Regions from separate parts of the Rattus norvegicus genome. Here region 1 is linked to region 2. The links are chromatin contacts, called in public Hi-C maps. All regions are on one chromosome and are shown on one strand. Each heading gives the region's core, a stretch centred on a gene start, on an enhancer-like site or on the middle of the called end of the contact. The rest is flanking DNA. Distances are from core to core; before and after follow the strand shown.

Region 1 (5,021 bases), core at 2,106-4,605, 800 kb before region 2:
CATCTGTCGTGGTAGCCTCCCATACACGCTGCTGGGACAGTTGTCGACGGCCCACTTCGTCTTCCAGCGGGGTAAGCCAACTATACTGACCCCAGCCCCCTGGGGAGCCGTGTAGGGTTGTATGTCTCGGGTACAACTAGTTCTGACCCCCTCGATGCACACGCATGGGCTTCCAAGGCTAAATTCCGAACGAAGAGAATAAAACTGCCGCAAATGGGAGGAGGACTCATAGGCTTGGACTGAGTGGGCCCTGGAGGGTTCCACTCAGGGAACACGAGTCGATCTGCTTCATACCCCGAGGGAGTAAATTTCTGAACTAGCCTCTCCATCCAATCCTTACTCCCTTAACTAGAAGTCGGAAAATAGCTTTTCCAGGTTCTGGTGACCTGCCTCGGTGTTGCTGGCCCTTGGCCCCACTCCCCATTCCTGTGGTGTCACCACGTCCCCAATCCCGCGTTCCAGGAGCTCTGCCACATCCCGCTTCCCGGTGCTTTTGTGCAGGAGGGGCCCACAGAGGCCTCGTTCTTCTTTTTTTTTTTTTAAACCGTTACCATGACGTCATGCCTTTTTCTCAAAGCTAAGACCCCTCTCCTGTGCCTGGGGAATTATAACCTCTCCTGGAGGGTCAGAGAGGGGAACGGAGGTCGGCTGCGCCCAGCCACCACTCCACCAAACATTCATTACCGCTGTCGCCTGCGGGGACTTTCAAGCTGCAAGTACCTAAGGCGTCAAAAAGGATGCCCGAGGGGTCCTGCGGTATTTGTCCCAATCAAGTCACGGGTAGTAGCGGGGAGGGCAGAGTGGAACAACAGAAGGGGGCATCCGAAACTTCAGCACGAAAATTAAAACTTTAGCTTGTACCCCCCCCCCCCAAGACTGCATCTTCATGTTCAAACAACAGCCAGTAACAACAATAATAAAACAGTGAGTGCTTGAAATACAATCAAACTGTTCACTGGAGGTTTGCTTCCGAGTAAGCATATAAAAACCAAATGCAAATATCTTTTCCTGGCGATTATCCAGAACCCAACCATGGAAAGTTGATCTCTGTAAAACTGAACACCACCACCACCCCCTCCTCGTGCCAAATAAGAATTTCACAATGGCCAATTTTCTATCCAAAGCCGGGAGGGCAACAGAAAACACCACTGCTGTTCGATTTGTTATTTGCAGAACAAACTGTTTACACTTCTATGGGCTGGGGGTTGGGGAGCAACTGGGGACTGGAGGAGGGCAGTCCAACACATTGTCTCTTACAGAACCCGGCCCGCTGGAATGTGGAAACCCTACAATCAGAAAACAAACAAGTTGCTAAAAGCTGCGTGTGAAGTTGCTAAAAGCTTCGTTCATCCTACCACACAGCTGGTTGTATGCACAGCTTAAGAACCAAATGCCAAGGTGCAGGGGACGATCGCTTTCTAATTGTACTCCATTTAGGGCCAGACCCAGGATTTAAAAGCCACAGCATCCTGAGTTGGTGAGGCATGGGTGTGGGGGCTAGAAGGAGACACAAATTTATATTTTAAGGCATGTAACTTAAACTCTTGCCGCATGCAAGAATCTTTAGGAATCAGCTTCGGACTCTCCGGATGACAAACCTACTTCTCCCAGACCAACAGTGCCTTAGTTCTGCAAACATCTGGGAACAGGAGATCAAGTGAGCCCAAATTGTGCTAGACTAGGATGCAATGGCTTCCCTTTGAGTATGTGTGTGTTCACCGAATTCTAGAAACATAGGGTTTCCTCTTCCCTTAATATAAATGACCATTTTGAAATTACATGTATGTATGTATGTATGTATGTATGTATGTATGTATGTTTAAGCAACACATCTGTGCCTACTACATAAATCAGTGTCCTCCTTATCTACTAAGGGAAAGGTGCTGTGTGTGTGTGTGTGTGTGTGTGTGTGTGTGTGTGTGTGTGTGTGTTAGTGAGGGAAGGAAGGTTCAAGTCGGTAAACTAAAAGGGACTCCCAGCAAGTCCTAGCCTTAAAGATTACCAGAGGAACCCTTAAAGATTATCTGAGGAACCCAAGGTGAAAAGTAAGTCACAAACACTTTTTCACAGGCTCTCAAACCCATCTTCAAGTAAAGGACTTGGTGTCCACTCTGTCAGAATTTTTTCTGGACCAGTTGCTGAAATGCAGGGTTGTTTTGCAGTCAGAGGGAGGCCTATCCTCTCAGACCCTCCATTTCCCCCATCTCATCTCTACCCATCCTGTTCCAGTCATCCAGAGGCTGCAGACTTGAGGTCTAATCACGAATTTCAAGGATCATTCAGGGATTATCTATCAGAATCTTTGAGCTGTCTTGTAGGTACAATTCTGAACACTTCCTCCAACTCAGACTCTATGAGGCAGCTGCCCTAGGATGGGCAGAGGCGGAGAGTGGCTTGGGGGAAGCCTTAAGCTCTTGGGCATATTTATCTGACTCTTCTTCATCACAACTGCTAATGTCACCAAGCCCTTTTGAACTTAACTGGCCCTATGAGCCAAAATGTGCTGGTCAGGACAAAGGGACAACGAGTGGTTTGTTGAGGAAACTTTTGGAATCGTCTTAGCCCGAACTCTCTAGTTCCTTTAAGCCCTGGAACGGAACGCTCGTGAACTCCGTGCTCCTCAATGTGGCCTACATAGTCTATCAGTTTTTTTAAAAAAAAAGTCTGAAATTTCTATCCTCTCCGATTACAGCTAGCAGGGAGTGGGGCGAGGCACCGAAATACCATCTTCTTCCTCACTGGAACCCCCGCGGCTGTGACCGAGCCTCTGAAACCTAAAGTCGGACTGGAGAACCTGCGGGTGAAGAGTGGATGGGATGTCAATGTGACCCGCGATAGCAGAGAGAGGGATGTTACGAAAAGGAGAGACCAAGGGATAGGGGGAGGGTTGGGAAGGCCGGAGAAATCCCGGCGCTGGAGACAGCAAGATAGACTAAGGAGTGAGGCAGATCCTGTGCGAAGAGAGACTCGAGGGCTCCGTGGAGGACTGGGAACTGTGGACGCAGGAAGGGTCCTGGGGCCAGTGAGGACTCCGAAAGTCTGCAGTCCCCGAGAACGTCAGGGGGTGAAGGGCAGTGTCTGGCAGTGAGTGGGTGGGTGCGGTAGTAGGACCGACCGCGGGCTGCGGGCAGGGGCGCGGGCGCCGGGCCCGGGCAGCCGGCGCGCGTGTGGTCAGCCCCGCGGTCCTCCAGCAGCCAGGAGCGGGCCGGCGGAGCTCGGCCGCTGGCTCATTCACAGGCGTCTCTCGCCTCCCATTGGCTGCCGCCTCCGTAGTGGGGCGGGGCTCCGCTGCCCGGAAAAAAATGTAACTGCGTAAAAAAGTCCTAGCCTGGGTGACGGATGCTCAAAAGTTCAGAAGTTTTCCCAATGCTTCCTTAAGCGGCCGGCGCAAGAGACTGAGAAAAGGTGACGCGGGGGCCCGGGAAGGCGGCCGGCGCGCTGCCCCCGCCCCTGGTTATTTGGCCGCCTTAGCTAGCAGCCCCGAGCAGTGTCTCCTGGAAGGCGCAGGCAGTGGCGAGCAGGGCGCCTTCTTATTTTTATTTTTTTAATTTTTTTTGAACTTTTGTCTTTTTTTTTTTTTTTTTTTTTGCCCCGACTGCGCCTGGAAGTTGCTCTGAACGTTCCTCCGAGGCGGCTTGCGGAATCCTCGTCCGGCCCTCTCCCGGTTGCAGCGACCCTCCCTCGCCGCCCGCGCGGGAACTGAGTGGGCAGCGAGGCGCCAGGCGAGCGCAGGGAGAGGCCGAGCAGCCCCGGGCGCAAGGAGGCGGCCGCGGCCCGGACAGACGCAGCGCGGCGGGGCCCGCAGCAGCTCGGCGCGGCCGGGACTCGGACTCGGGGGCCGGTGCGGCGCGGCCCGGCCCGAGCGAGGGTGGGGGGCGGCGGACTGCGCCTGGCGGCGGCGAGCCGGGGCCATGCAGGCGCGCTACTCGGTGTCCAGCCCCAACTCCCTGGGAGTGGTGCCCTACCTCGGCGGCGAGCAGAGCTACTATCGCGCTGCCGCGGCGGCGGCCGGGGGCGGCTACACCGCCATGCCGGCCCCTATGAGCGTGTACTCGCACCCTGCTCACGCCGAGCAGTACCCGGGCGGCATGGCGCGCGCCTACGGGCCTTATACGCCGCAGCCGCAGCCCAAGGACATGGTGAAGCCTCCCTACAGCTACATCGCTCTTATCACCATGGCTATCCAGAATGCCCCGGACAAGAAGATCACCCTGAATGGCATCTACCAGTTCATCATGGACCGCTTTCCCTTCTATCGGGACAATAAGCAGGGCTGGCAGAACAGCATACGGCACAACCTCTCGCTTAATGAGTGCTTCGTCAAGGTGCCCCGCGACGACAAGAAGCCAGGCAAGGGCAGCTACTGGACGCTGGACCCGGACTCCTACAACATGTTCGAGAACGGCAGCTTCCTGCGGCGGCGGCGGCGCTTCAAGAAGAAGGACGCGGTGAAGGACAAGGAGGAGAAGGGCCGACTGCACCTCCAGGAACCGCCGCCGCCGCAGGCCGGCCGCCAGCCCGCGCCCGCGCCCCCGGAACAGGCCGAGGGCTCCGCTCCCGGGCCACAGCAGCCACCCGTGCGCATCCAGGACATCAAGACGGAGAACGGTACGTGTCCCTCGCCGCCCCAGCCCCTGTCCCCGGCTGCCGCCCTAGGCAGCGGCAGTGCGGCCACAGTGCCTAAAATCGAGAGTCCCGACAGCAGCAGCAGCAGCCTGTCGAGCGGGAGCAGCCCCCCGGGCAGCCTGCCCTCGGCGCGGCCGCTCAGCCTGGACGCTGCAGAACCCGCGCCGCCGCCACAGCCCGCGCCGCCGCCGCATCACAGCCAGGGCTTCAGCGTGGACAACATCATGACGTCGCTGCGGGGGTCGCCGCAGGGTTCGGCTGCGGAGCTCGGCTCCGGCCTCCTGGCCTCAGCCGCTGCGTCCTCGCGCGCGGGCATCGCGCCCCCGCTGGCGCTGGGCGCCTACTCGCCTGGCCACAGCTCCCTCTACAGCTCCCCCTGCAGCCAGAGCTCCAGT
Region 2 (5,004 bases), core at 456-2,955:
GCTACCTACTGCCCTTGTTCACAGATATTCCCTCCTTGCCAGGACCCAGTCCTGTCCCCTCCTTTTAGCACAGCTACCTTGCCCACTCTCATCTGATTTCAGATCACCACTGTCCAAAATGTGACATTTCAGAACATGCATTCCATCCAAACGCTCTGTGACTTTCCCCTGATATCACCTTGAAGTACTGGGTGTGACGTAGACAAACGTGTGTGGGAAGGTGGAGAGCTGAATGAGAATGTTCTTCCTGTAATAGGCTCAGGTGTTTGGATACTTGGTTGTGTTGGTGGTGTTATTTCGGTCAGTGTAGGTGGTGTGGCCTTGTGGAAGGGTCACCTTCGCTGGAAATGGGCTTTGAGGTTTAAAAGCCTCTTGCTATTCTCAGTTTGCTCTTCTCTGCTTGCAGCTCGTGATGTGGCCCTCGGTTTGCTGTTCCAGTCACTGTGCTTGCTGCCTCAGCTCAGCTATCATGGGCTCTAACTGTCAAGAACTGTATGTCCAGGTGAATCATTTGTAAGTTTTCTTGGTCATGGTGTTTTGCCACAGTGGAAACAAACAAAACCTAATATGAGTTGGGAGAGCCATTGTTTCTTCTTACTTACTGACCCCTCAGGCTGGCACAGTGATAGTTTCCACTTATCCATATATATAAGCACCTGAAATGTATGTGTATATACATGTGTGTGTAGTGTGTGTACACACGTGTGTCTCTGCATGTGTATCCACTTCCTAACACACTGCTGTTATTCTGGCAGTGACTTAGTCACACACTGCATCCCAAAGAAAACTAGGACAGAAAACACAGCTGCCGACCAGGTAGCTGTCTGCTATGATGATGCCTGAGGGACAGTTGTGGGCAAGAGTGAGCTCATGGTGGACTAGATGAGCTCCCCATTATAGTCCAAGGACTTTCTATAAGTCTGTTATTCTCATGTGAGTTCATGTAATAAGGCTGTCAGGAGAGGGAAACAAGGTACAAGAAGCTCTAAGACAGCAGTGGGCACACAGTACTTGCTAAAACAAGTGCCAGCTTCCATAGTGAGCACCTACATCTCCCGTTTCCCAGAACACAGAGCCTCCCCTTGCCTTCTGCTCAAGCTTACCATCCCTATCAGTGGTCCTTTGGATGTAATGGCAATTGTGGCAGTTCTCTTTCCTGGGCTGAGGAAGAAGTCTAGTTTATTTCTGTTTCACTGTTGGTGAGATCTGACATTAAGCGCAGTCCTCCAGAAGCCTTGTCTGCAGAGGGGCCATTTGAGTGCAGGCTTTCCCTTCTCATTCCAGAGGCTACAGCATCTGCATGCACTTCCAGCACATCAGGTAAGCAATGTGCTGCACCACCTTGCTCCTAGGAAAGACAGAGAGAACAAAGCCCCACCCTAACCTGTGTTTTCCTCTCTTGGGGAGTAAATTTCAGGTGCCCGGGTTAGCCATTGTTTTCTGGCTGCAAGGGGTTGGCACCTATGCCTGCACCGGGTCTGCAGCCCAACACCCACTGGCCCTGGAGTCAGCAGGAATTCCATGGTTACTTTTCATGTTGAGACCAAGGTCAGAGCTTGGGCAACATGAGAAAAACAGTTGCAAGTCCTCAGGGGATGTAATCTGTGTATGATTTATGTCTTGAGTACCCAAATGGATGGCTTGTACTTCAAATAGATAAAGAAGCCAAGCCCTCCACATTCCTTGGGGCTTACTAGACTTTGTTTTTACACAGTGGAGATGGGTTGGTGACTTGCAGGGCTGTTTAGGGCTCTCCTGGGTCGCAAGTGTGACACACAGAAATATAGTGATCGGCTGGTGGGGGAAGAAACATCTATTTTGGTGATGGCCATGTGCTTGGGTCCCCACTATAAACCCTGCTTCTGAGAAAACATCCTATATAATTCCCTCTTCCCTCTCCAAATGCAATTTTGGGTGAAACTTGTAGACATTATGATCCTTTGTTTATAAGGCCCCATTTCGGCAATCAGCTCAAAGCGTGAAGCTCGAATTTCACAGGCTCTGTGTTGAAATTCTCACCTCTTTTGTTTGTGAAAAAGCCGAGTCTTGTTTTTTAGCTGCCCTGGTAATTCCAGGCAAGGTTTGTAAGTGGGCCGCCCCCTCCTTCAAGAATCTCTGAACTCAAGACATTCAGTGTGTGGGTGGCGGATGGATCAGCTGACAGGAAGTGTGCGTGTGAAGGCGGCCACCCAAGACTTTGGGTCACCGCTGACTCCTGACTGATGGAGCTCAGATCTCAGAGCTGGGAGGGCACCTGCTTGCTCTGCCAAACTAAACGGGCCCCTGCATGGGGCAGATGGCAAAGGAAGTGAGGCTTTGCGCACAGGGGTTCCTGCTTCACTTGAACAGTCTCAAGTAACTGGCTTACAATGATGGGATGTTCTTAGGCACTGGGGGTAGTGGGAGGGCTGAGGCTCCACTCCAGATCTGCTGAACATTAATATGCATCGCGGCAGAGTTCTAGAAGCCAGCCAGCTGCATGTCTGGCCGGCCCTTGCTCCGGTGGTCCTCTGCCGACAGGACTATGAACTGCTGTTTGTTATCTTTAGGCCTGAGAAGCCATCTGGTTTTGATTCAGGTGGCCTCAGGCTTGCCTCAGGGGTGAAAAGGGTGCACATTCAAATTGAATTTCTCACAATTTCCAAGTGAGAAGAATCCTAGTCTTCCCACATGGTGGGCAGCCCCTGGCCTCTGCAGCCTGGCATAAATCAGTTTCACCTGTGTGGCTGAACGTGCACATGTTAACGTAATGGAGCCAACAGTGCAATCAGATAGCTTCTGCACATGTTCTGCTGTGATGAGAAGGGGTGACCTCGAGTTGACCTCCTCTACCCTGTCTCCTGGGGTAGGGTGGGGGGCTGTGGTTCTGGGCACAGGTAGATCTGGTAGGGGTCCTTGGACCAGGCTCAGATTTGGTAGTACTGGACATAGTACAAAGTCTTATGTCGCAACCGAATCCGTGAAGAAGAAAGGAGGCTTCTGTTTGAGAATCAAGCCCTGACTGTGAACCATACAAACTGAGATGTCTCCTGACTTCAGATGAAAAGTCTGATGTTTACTTTCAAGGTCGAAGCCTGAGCGAGCTCCCGCCACTGCACTGAGCAGTGACATGCATGCAGTCTGTTCAGTAGGGCGGGCTAGGCTGAAGAACCTGCATGTTATACAGAATATTCCCTTAAATGCGAAAAATAAATATTAAAAACGCATGTATAATGATACAATGCGTGAGCAACCTAGGGACTGTCGTTTATCCTCACAGTTAGTATTCCTTTGTCAAACTCATGAGGTAAAATACACAAACAGAAGTTGGTTCTAGGGCTGGAGGTATAACCCAGTGGCAGAAAACCTATTTCTTTAAGTTAAAGCCCCCAGCACTAAGAATGAAAAGAAAAGGAAAATAGTTGAATCTAAAACAGGGATAAGCAAACAACTGTTGGGCCAAATCTGAACTGTAGGCCGCTTTTATATATAAAATTTTATTGTAGCAGGACTATACCACTTATTTAAGCACTGTTTTCCCAGTGGTTAGTAGTTCAAGTAGACTTCTCTCTAGCTATCTAGCTATTTGTAGGAAAAGTTTCTCAGCCATGTTCTGACATACTATGATTCCATTTTCATTCAACTGAAGGGTCTACGAGCGTTCTTTTGAAATAGTAATCAGTGTAGCCTTGAGCTATAGAGAGGGGACAGAACACACACCCAGGATATTTTCTATCCTGTTGGCCCTGTTTCTGATGGCCAGCAGGACAGAAGACTAAAGTCACTAAGGATAAAGTTTAGTAAAGGTAGCCAGTTCCTCAGGCTGAGGGTAGGGAGGCCCAGGGAGAGGTGACAGTTCACATGTCTGTAGCAGTCACATGGATTGCTCTTGACCCTAAATGGTGAAGACCAGTTTCCTCTTCAGAAAAATATCAGTGATCCTGGAGCTGGCCACAGCAGACATCTGGAAAGGGCTCACCACTGGCCGAGATGTGAGAAACTTTAGTACCCAATACACTGAGTTTTTGTTTGTTTATTTTGCTTTGTTTGTTAGATCACCATTGGCAGCATCTCAGGAGGGCATCATTGGTCTGCTGAAGGTTTCCAGTGTAAAAGGGTAGCTCTAGGAAAGGCTATCTCGAAAGGAATATCTCAATCTTGTAATAGAAACAGGTTGGGGGCCGGAATGGAGGCTTGCTTGGTTCTTCTGTGCCTCGGCTCAGATATCTCTTTAGAAGGCAGAATCCAGCTGGATTCCAGGCTCATTCAGTGACAAACAGACCACACAAAGCAGGGATGGCAGTACTGTGAACTAACAGTGCCACCCGTGGTCCGCTCTCCAGGGTACAATTTCAAGGAGTCAATTAATGGCCTCACTACAAAAGAGCCCCAGGGGTCCCCCAAGCTTGACCCCCAAACTTGAACTCTACCTGAACTGATCTTTTTTTCATTTCTCTTCTTTTTTGAGGTTTGAAAACATTTAATCAACTCCCCTCCCAGGACATTTCATTTCTGTGCACTTTTGCACTCCGGGGCTCCATCTGGGAGCAGAAGTGCCAAAACCGCCATTCGAAAGGCTGCCCTGGAGGTATTTTCAGTCGGACTGGAAGCAGCAGGTAACGGAAATCTTCTGAGACAGCTTGTTCTCTGGAGAGTTTCCTGTCCAGTTTTGCTGACTGAAGCATTCCCAGGGTTTGGATAAACCTTAGCAAGTGCACTTTGATAGCTGCCTTGTGGATCTAATTGCAATTAAAATGCTAGAAGCCCCTGCTCTTGCATTTGGCCATGCCTGGTTTTGCCCATGATATAAGAGTGTCCAAGTCTCTTGAAAGCCTGTGGCTTCAGCACTGGCATGAGATGTATCGTTCAATTTAGTCACCATACATCCACGGAGCATCAACAATATTCCCATCCTCTGTTTTGGAGCTGAGGACAGAGCCTGCTGGTGCTAAATCCTAGGGAATCAATTTGGCAGAAATGGCAAATGGTGCTTCCTCGGGTTGCAATATTAACATCTCAAATTAA

Evidence for each region. Hi-C and Micro-C count contacts between places; a contact is called where the count stands out from the background.
Region 1: a Hi-C map of the A7r5 cell line shows a contact between it and region 2, with 4 times the contacts expected there. The contact joins the promoter of Foxc1 here to the enhancer-like site in region 2. A contact is called at or near these places in 4 of 12 Hi-C or Micro-C datasets (the A7r5 cell line, Schwann cells, mammary epithelial cells and 1 more).

What each region holds. Positions count from the first base shown.
Region 1 is chr17:32,842,434-32,847,454 of GRCr8, reverse strand. Foxc1 (forkhead box C1) reads left to right here and starts at 3,355. Exons shown (of 1, transcript NM_134338.2): 1 at 3,355-5,021. The coding sequence starts at 3,912.
Region 2 is chr17:32,045,087-32,050,090 of GRCr8, reverse strand. No RefSeq gene overlaps it. Among named protein-coding and RNA genes, the nearest start is that of Mylk4, 170 kb to the right of the region's middle. Within about 2 kb of position 1,705, at least 8 of the 93 cell types and tissues checked have an H3K27ac peak or open chromatin away from gene starts, as enhancers often do. A contact at or near this core is called in the A7r5 cell line, where this site is marked.